Regions from separate parts of the Macaca fascicularis genome. Here region 2 is linked to region 1. Evidence: chromatin contacts called from public Hi-C data. All regions are on one chromosome and are shown on one strand. The core of a region is the stretch at or near the end of the contact, and the rest is flanking DNA. Distances in the headings are between cores, read along the strand shown.

Region 1 (3,716 bases), core at 875-3,374:
ATTCACTTCCTTGGAGCTCACCTGAAAGAGAAGGAAAAAAGAGGTCACACCTATTATCCATATAAGCATCCTCTTCTCCACCCCAGACAGTATCTCAAAAGCCTCTGAAAGACAACATCCTTATCTTTAAAATACTTCTTCCCAACTTCAGGGGTTCGTAATACATGAATGGTTACTTTTCTACTCTGCTTTCCTCTGCCTAGAGAACAAGAAAAGGAGCTCTACATCTTTTTCCACATGAGAATTGCACCAAGAGGTGAAAGGCAGTAGGCTCCTTCAAAAAAAAAAAAAAAAAAAAAAAAAGCTTTGTTTCTCACCTCTTGAAATCCCTTAGAAAGGTGGCACTGAGTGTTCTCCCTGGGTTCTGAGAAAAGTCAGAGGACTTCTCAGTATTAATTTTTTATACATTAATATAAGATATATTTAAACTACTCCCTTCCCATCTTATTTTTAAACCTGCCTTCCATTAATTCAAGCATATTTAAGCACAATGCAAGCTACCACAAAATACTACCTCTGAAGAAGACTCCTTAGGTTTTCGTTATTTCATGATATCTAACTTTATTTGTAAAAACCACATAAGCTTGTTTTACTGTAAAAGTCCTCTCAAGATAACTTGTCACGGGAGGCTTACCAACTAAGTCTAGTCTACATTTTCATGCAGTCAGTATCCTACACTAATGTGATTAGAGAGTAAGTCTGGTTCTGCCACAGCAGAATAAAGTAGTATTCACTCAACTCAAGAAGACTCTTCCTTTGCATTATTCAACCTCCACTGAAAGGAAAGACTAGGGCTCTTGACTAAAATGCATATTTTCTCAAGTGTGAAACCTAACATTTAGCTGCACATTCGCCATGTGAACCACAAAGATAAGGAAATAATAGCATCACCTGGTGCCAAGAAACTGCTTACTGAAGGCCCAACACAGTAAGGGGCTAAGGAATCAAATACTTACGCCAACGGCTCCTTACAGTACTACGAATAAGGACGAATACGCTACTTTCATTCATTTCCGCAAAAATTTTAGCAGAACTAACGACTGTTTGACCTCTACCTTCTTCATTTTATTTTATTCTTGAGTTTTCTACTACTGAAGTATAGGAAGGTCCTGGTCTCAGAAATAGCCACACAGGGCAAAAGGGAAAAGTAAATTAAAGCCTGGTTCAGAAACGCCCCATCCTCTCTTCAATTCGAGTGTTTACATTTCAAAAGATAGCCTTAGGAACTCAGCTCACCACAGTGCTGATCTTCTTTTTCCCATCGGTAGCTCTTAACAGACACTTGTTGTCTGCGGGCTCAAAGCCCTCCACAGTACCTTTCTTTGGAATGGGTTTGGTTCGACCGTCATCTGAAGGAAAAATGCATCCTGGTGAACACGGCCGCATACGTGGCTGAGCGGCAGACAAACAGTTAAAACAGAGGAGGGGGTAAGTGATGACCTAATCCAGCCCCGCTGCTCTAGTTCTGTTAAACACCTCGTCTGCTACCACGGTCTGGCGAAACCCTGGAGAAACTATTATTTCCACGACGGAAACATGGAATAGCGAAGCACGTTAACTCCCACTCAAAGTGGCGGCGTTTGGGATCCCTGACAAAGAGCCCTGGGCTGCTTGGGACCCATTGTTACCAGAAGCAACCTAGGCGGCTCAGCGCTGGGGACTGCGCCCGCTACAATCCCCATCATTTTCCAGGCCCGAAGCCCCGAATGTGCCCAGTACAGAGTGACGGACGGTAGAGGAAGGCGGCGGTCCGCGGCAGACAGACTCCGGTGGCTCCCAGACACCGGGCACCCGGGGAGCATCGCCCGGCTCCCCTCCCGCTGCTTACACTTCTTCAAGGTGATATAGACGCTGCCCGACGTCCGGCACTTCTGGAAAAGTCTGGTCAGCTCCGTCAGGAACTGAAAAACAACAGGCCCGGCCCCGTTAGCCAGCCCCAAATCCTCGCCCCGCCGCGTCAAGGCCCTGGTCCTCCCGCAGAAGGAGGCAGAGGTCTCGACCAAAGCCTGAGCCGCCCCCGTCTCTCTGCCGGCCAGGCCTAGCCATACCTGCTCGCTCTCCAACAACACCATCGCGGCGACGCTTCGCTCCACTCCCTCCGCTGAAGCCCCTAGCAGTGAGAGCCGGAAGTTCGGCCTAGGCTGGGCGGGACTTCCGCTACTACGCTTCCATTGTCTTCCACCAATCTCTTCTCTTCCACCAATCCTGGCCGGCGCCCTGGGACGTCCGGGGGCCAGTGACCTGGAGGCGTTGGGGCTGTCCTGGGCCGTCGCTTGAGAGAGAACTTCTCACCCCAGCCAGGGTGAGGGAGTGAGAGCAAAAGAAAGTTTTGATAGCAGCGTATAGTTTATGTTCAGCTGTATGCTGGGCAGGTTACCTAACAATTCAGTGACTCAGTTTCCTTATCCATAAAGTGAGGGTAATGATAGTATCTACTTCGCAGTGTGGTCGTGAAGCGTAAATGAAACTCAGATTAAATACGTAGAACAGTGCCTGGCACATAGAGCGTGTTCCGTAGGTATCAGCTGTTGTTCTTTTAATTATTGTCATCATTATAAGTTCCTGTAGATCCTTTAAATTCTCCCTAAACGCTGCCCTTTAGCTGTAGCCAGAGGGGCTGGGCCGGGCGCGGTGGCTCACGCCTGTAATCCCAGCACTTTGGGAGGCCGAGGCGGGCGGATCACGAGGTCAGGAGATTGAGACCATCCTGGCTAACACGGTGAAACCCCGTCTCTACTAAAAATACAAAAGAGCCGGGGGTGGTGGCGGGCGCCTGTAATCCCAGCTACTCCGGAGGCTGAATGGCGTGAACCCGGGAGGCGGAGCTTGCAAGCCGAGATCGCGCCGCTGCACTCCAGCCTGGGCTACAGAGCGAGCCTCCGTCTCAAAAAAAAAAAAAAAAAGAGGGGCTGGAGCCCAGTTTTTAGTTCTACCTCTGATTAGTCAGGAGAACTGGGTTGTAAGCCCTCTCTGCCAGTAGCCAGCTTGAACCCTGGGCCCTCTATAAAGTCAAGCATTCTACCACACAAGAGGTTTTCGCTGAGTGCCTCTCAGTCTGTGCCAGGCACTGTTGTAGAGGTTGGGGATGCTGCAGGATAAGACAAGCTAAGTTTCTGGTTTCCTGGAACTTGGGTTAAAAGGGGCAGGGAGGAAATAAACAATGAAGCAAACAAGTAAGTAGTACAGCTTCAGATAATGAGCTCTGTGAAGACAGCTAAGCAGGGCTGTATAATGAGTGGGAAGGGGACTGCTTTGGGCTGGGGTCAGAGGAGTTCTCGTCGAAGAGGAGAGCTTTGAATTGAAAGCTGAAAGGACCAGCCATCCAAAGATCTAGGGACACAGTGTTTCAGACACAGAGAATGGCTAGAGCAAAACCCCCAAAGGGGAAACAAGTTGCCCTGTGTCTAAGACTGACAGGTGCGGGTGGGGGTGAGGAGGGCTTGTGGAGCAAGGAGTGAAGGAGTATGGAGAGGTAGCTGGGAACCAGATTATGTAGGGCCTGTGACCATGGTAAATTTGGATTTTGTTCTAGATACAAAGAGAAGACTCTTGTTAAGGAAGTTTTCAAGAGAACACTGAAAATGGGATTTACCATTTTTTAAAGATGGCCCTGTCTGGGTTGTGAAGACACTGTAGAGAGACAAGGCAGGAAATGGGGAGCCCAGTTAGGAGATTCACAAACTTAATGGCTTAAATATGTTCACTCTCTGATTTCA
Region 2 (3,501 bases), core at 893-3,392, 240 kb after region 1:
CAACCCTCCAGTCCAGAAAGGCTCTAGGGCCCCCTCGGTCCTTTCCTTCTCCCACACTTCGAGGGAAAGGAGACTTTGGTAGTTTGCGGGATTATTCTCAGCATCAGTAGGCAGAGAGTGGGGAGGCTGGGTCTTTATTCTCCAAGGTGGACCCTTCTATTTGCCTGGCTGCCCGGGTGTTAGGAAACCCAGCGAGGGGAGGGGGGCCGGAGAGGAGCGACAGGTGGCTAGGCAGACCCAGGACTGAACTTGAGGGCTGGGGAGGGGGAATCCACCTTCCTGGCTGTAGCCTACGGAACCAGTCAATCGACACTTCTAGACCTAGGCCGGGAATACCGAGGAGCACAAAAAAGATGGAGGTCCCTTAGGGCTGGTGGAGGTCTCGCCTTGGCAGAGAGGCAGGTTCCAAAATGGGCTGCGGGGGGCGGCTGCCGAAAAGGTGAGGGACCTATAAGGAAGAAATACCAGTGGAGTAAAAACGGGAGGGTGGGGGAAGCAGGCCTCGGGCCTTGGCGCCGTTTACCGCTGAGCACGCAGCACCACAGCCTCGGTGCCCGCCTGCCAAGGGTTCGGCCCAGGCACCGAGACAGGCAGAGCGTTGGCCTCTAACTCCGGGCCACTCTCGGGCCCTGGCGCCTCACCGACCAGGCTGGGGATATCTGGGGCTGTGGAGCGTCGGCGCAAACCCAGGCGGCCGGAGCCGGGGCCGCCCTCCGGATGGGGGCTGAGGCCAATGGGGGCTTGCACTAAGGTTGGGGGCGCTCCCTCCAGCACCTCCTGTGAGCGCCACCGCCCAGTCCCCGAAGACTGGGGCGAGTTTGGTAGGGCCATCAGGGCCCCAGCCCGCAGGCGGGCCGCCTCCTCCTCGGTCACCGCACCCAGCGCCAGGCTCATGCTCCGACCCAGCTCGGGCCGTTCACTGCCCTGCGCCCGGTGCCGGCCCGAATTCTTGCCCGCTAAGCCAGCCTCGCCGCCGTGGCCGTGGCCGCCCGCCGCTCGCGCAAAGCGCGCCAGGAGAGGCCGCGGGAGGCGGCGGGGGCTGGGTCGTCGACGCTCGGGGCTGGGCGCGGGGGCGGGGTGGCCAGGGGGACTATCGGAGTTGGAGCCCCGGGCCGCGGCTGCGGCGGCGGCGCGGCCCCAGGGCCCGGTGAGGGCCTGCACACAGGTCCCGTGGCCGCGGGCGGCAGCCAGTTGCAGCGCGGTGAGCCCCGCACGGTTGGTGCGGTCGAGGCGCAGGCCTAGGCGGCGGAAGGACCGCACCAGGAACTCGAGCACTGCCCCGTGGCCGCAGGCCGCCGCCCACATCACCGGGCTGTTGCCCGCAGAGTCGGCCGCCTCGGGGTCACCACTGAACTGCACCAGCAGCTGCACGGCGTCCAGGTGGCCTCGCTCGCACGCCAGACTGAGTGCGGTGCGGCCGCGCTCGTCCCGCAGGTTCACGGCAGCACCCTGCTCAAGCAGCAGCCGCACGAAGCGCGCGCGCAGAGCCGGGTCCGGCAGCCCCACGGCCACCATGAGCGGCGTACGGCCCTGCTCCGCGCGGCAGTCGATGATGCTGCGGTCCAGCGCATCCAACACGAAGCGGGCCAAGTGCACTTTGCCCGCCTGCATGGCCTCCAGGAAGGTGCGCGTCCCCGCTCGGGGACACAGGTCCTTGGGTTTGAGCATGGCCCCGACCGCCGCGCCCGGGCAGCCTGGCAGCTCCGCACGGGGGCGCCCCTGTTCTCGCGCCCCACGGGGCACCGGCCTCCGCCCGCGCTGTGATACCTCTCCCTCCGCGCGTGGGCGGCTGCAGCCGACGGTCCGGATGTTCCTACTCCGGTGTCCCGGAGGCTCCGACTGCCCCGCCGCTGCTGGGCCGTACGCCTGGCGTCTCGCCGCTCCTTCCCCGGGCCTCCCGCCTGGAGGTGTTGATTGCTCGCTACTCCGGGCTCCGCTCCTGGCCCGCCACCAGATGTCGGCAGCCGAGTCTCGACCCTCTCCCGGCTCTCCCGCCGCTTTCCCCGTGTCCGGCGCCCCTCAGTCCTCGTGGTTTGGAGCCGTGCCACTCACCCGCACCCAGGGCAGCCCCCGCTCCCCCGCAGCGACGGTGGCGCCCGCCGTGCACGCCTGCCTCCAGCCCTGGCGGGGCGCGCCGCTCCTCAAGCTGCTGGCGCCGTTCCTCCGCCTCCTCCCCTCTCGCGGGGGCCGGGCCACGCCGGGGCGCTTGCTCCTTACTTGGGGGGCTCGGCGGCGTGGGAGCTGCCGCCCGCCTGGATACCTGACTTTATAGCCTTGGGGGTCTCCATGGCAATGGCTGCCCTGGGAGCCGACTGCCCCGTCAGGGCAGAGACGGACGGGGCGGGGGAGACCGCTCCGGACCCCCACCCCTTCGTGGCCCACGAAGTCGGGGAGCGGCTCCTCCTCCGCGCTCCGCTGGGAATGCGGCGGCGGTTGCGGGGCGGGGGCGGGGGCTGCTCGCCGGGGGCCACATGCACCCGACCAGGCCAATCCCAAAGTCTCAGTCTTCTCTCCCCGCCCTCCGCCCCCACCCGAGTCCGTGCCCTCGGCTCCTTAGAAACTGGCGGGAGCTCGGGCTCGTCGGGGAAGACTGAGAGCTGCCCCCAGCAGTCCAGGGTGAAAGGAAATGGGACCCCATGAGCGCAGAACTAGACCACGCGCGAGCTAGGGGTGGCAGCGAAAGGCGGATGAGGAGTAACTTGGGGGAGGGGGTATACGTCCCGCGGGTTGGGGGCGCTCATCCTGGCTGGAAACTGCTACTCGAAGTGCAGAGAATCACGCACTCACACACAGTTGTTCCTCCCGCACACGCTCCCTGGAACGAGGGGTGGGGGCCGAGTGCGCTCTCCAATTTCAGACGTCTCCAACCCCGACAACGCACCCGCGTGCCAACTCCCGGTGGCTGCCGAGCGGGCAGAATGTAGACGCCCAAACCAGGAAGGGGCTCCTTAGGATCCGGGAGTGCCCCGGGCATGTTAGGAGTTCCCTGGCGCCGCCACCCTGGAACAAGCTAGGGACCCATGCGAGGTTCCCTGCCCCTCGCTTCTCCCTTGAGCACAAAACAACCCCCAGGCCACAGGGTTCTGGCTCTGACCACTGGCTGGCACCTAAGGACAGGAGGCGAGCACAAGTTCCATTTGCTGTAAGATGCTTAGAGAAGCCACTGCATCTCCTTCTCCCTCCGGCCAGCAGGTCCCCCTCGGTCCTGGAGGAGGGGGATGATACACAAGCCTGGGCGGAGCGGAGTTAGGGCGCATCAGAGCCTGGGTGTGGGTGGTGGGGAGGGAGTGAGTAAGGTTGGAATGGGTATTTGTAAAGGAGTGAAGCAGGTATCAGCTGCAGAATTGACTGAGACTTTTCATGAGCCGCACATTTTGTTGCCGGCAGCGGTAAGAGAGAGGCAGAAGCTCGGTTCTGGATGCGAGACGTTCCCCCTCTTAAGAAGACAACACTGGGACTTAAAAAGTGGACGTTGTCTTCTGAGGGCTGAATACATCTGCT

What was found. A called contact is a pair of places that touch in the nucleus more often than the background predicts.
Region 2: a Hi-C map of liver shows a contact between it and region 1, with 2.7 times the contacts expected there. The contact joins the promoter of ANKRD63 here to the promoter of SRP14 in region 1. A contact is called at or near these places in 2 of 2 Hi-C or Micro-C datasets (liver and skeletal muscle).

What each region holds. Positions count from the first base shown.
Region 1 is chr7:16,540,940-16,544,655 of T2T-MFA8v1.1, forward strand. SRP14 (signal recognition particle 14) reads right to left here and starts at 2,125. Exons shown (of 5, transcript XM_045395283.1): 1 at 2,049-2,125; 2 at 1,829-1,901; 3 at 1,237-1,349; 4 at 1-21. The coding sequence starts at 2,072.
Region 2 is chr7:16,777,209-16,780,709 of T2T-MFA8v1.1, forward strand. It overlaps ANKRD63 (ankyrin repeat domain 63), which reads right to left and starts at 2,143. Exons shown (of 1, transcript XM_045395286.3): 1 at 1-2,143. The coding sequence starts at 1,668. The coding sequence ends at 520.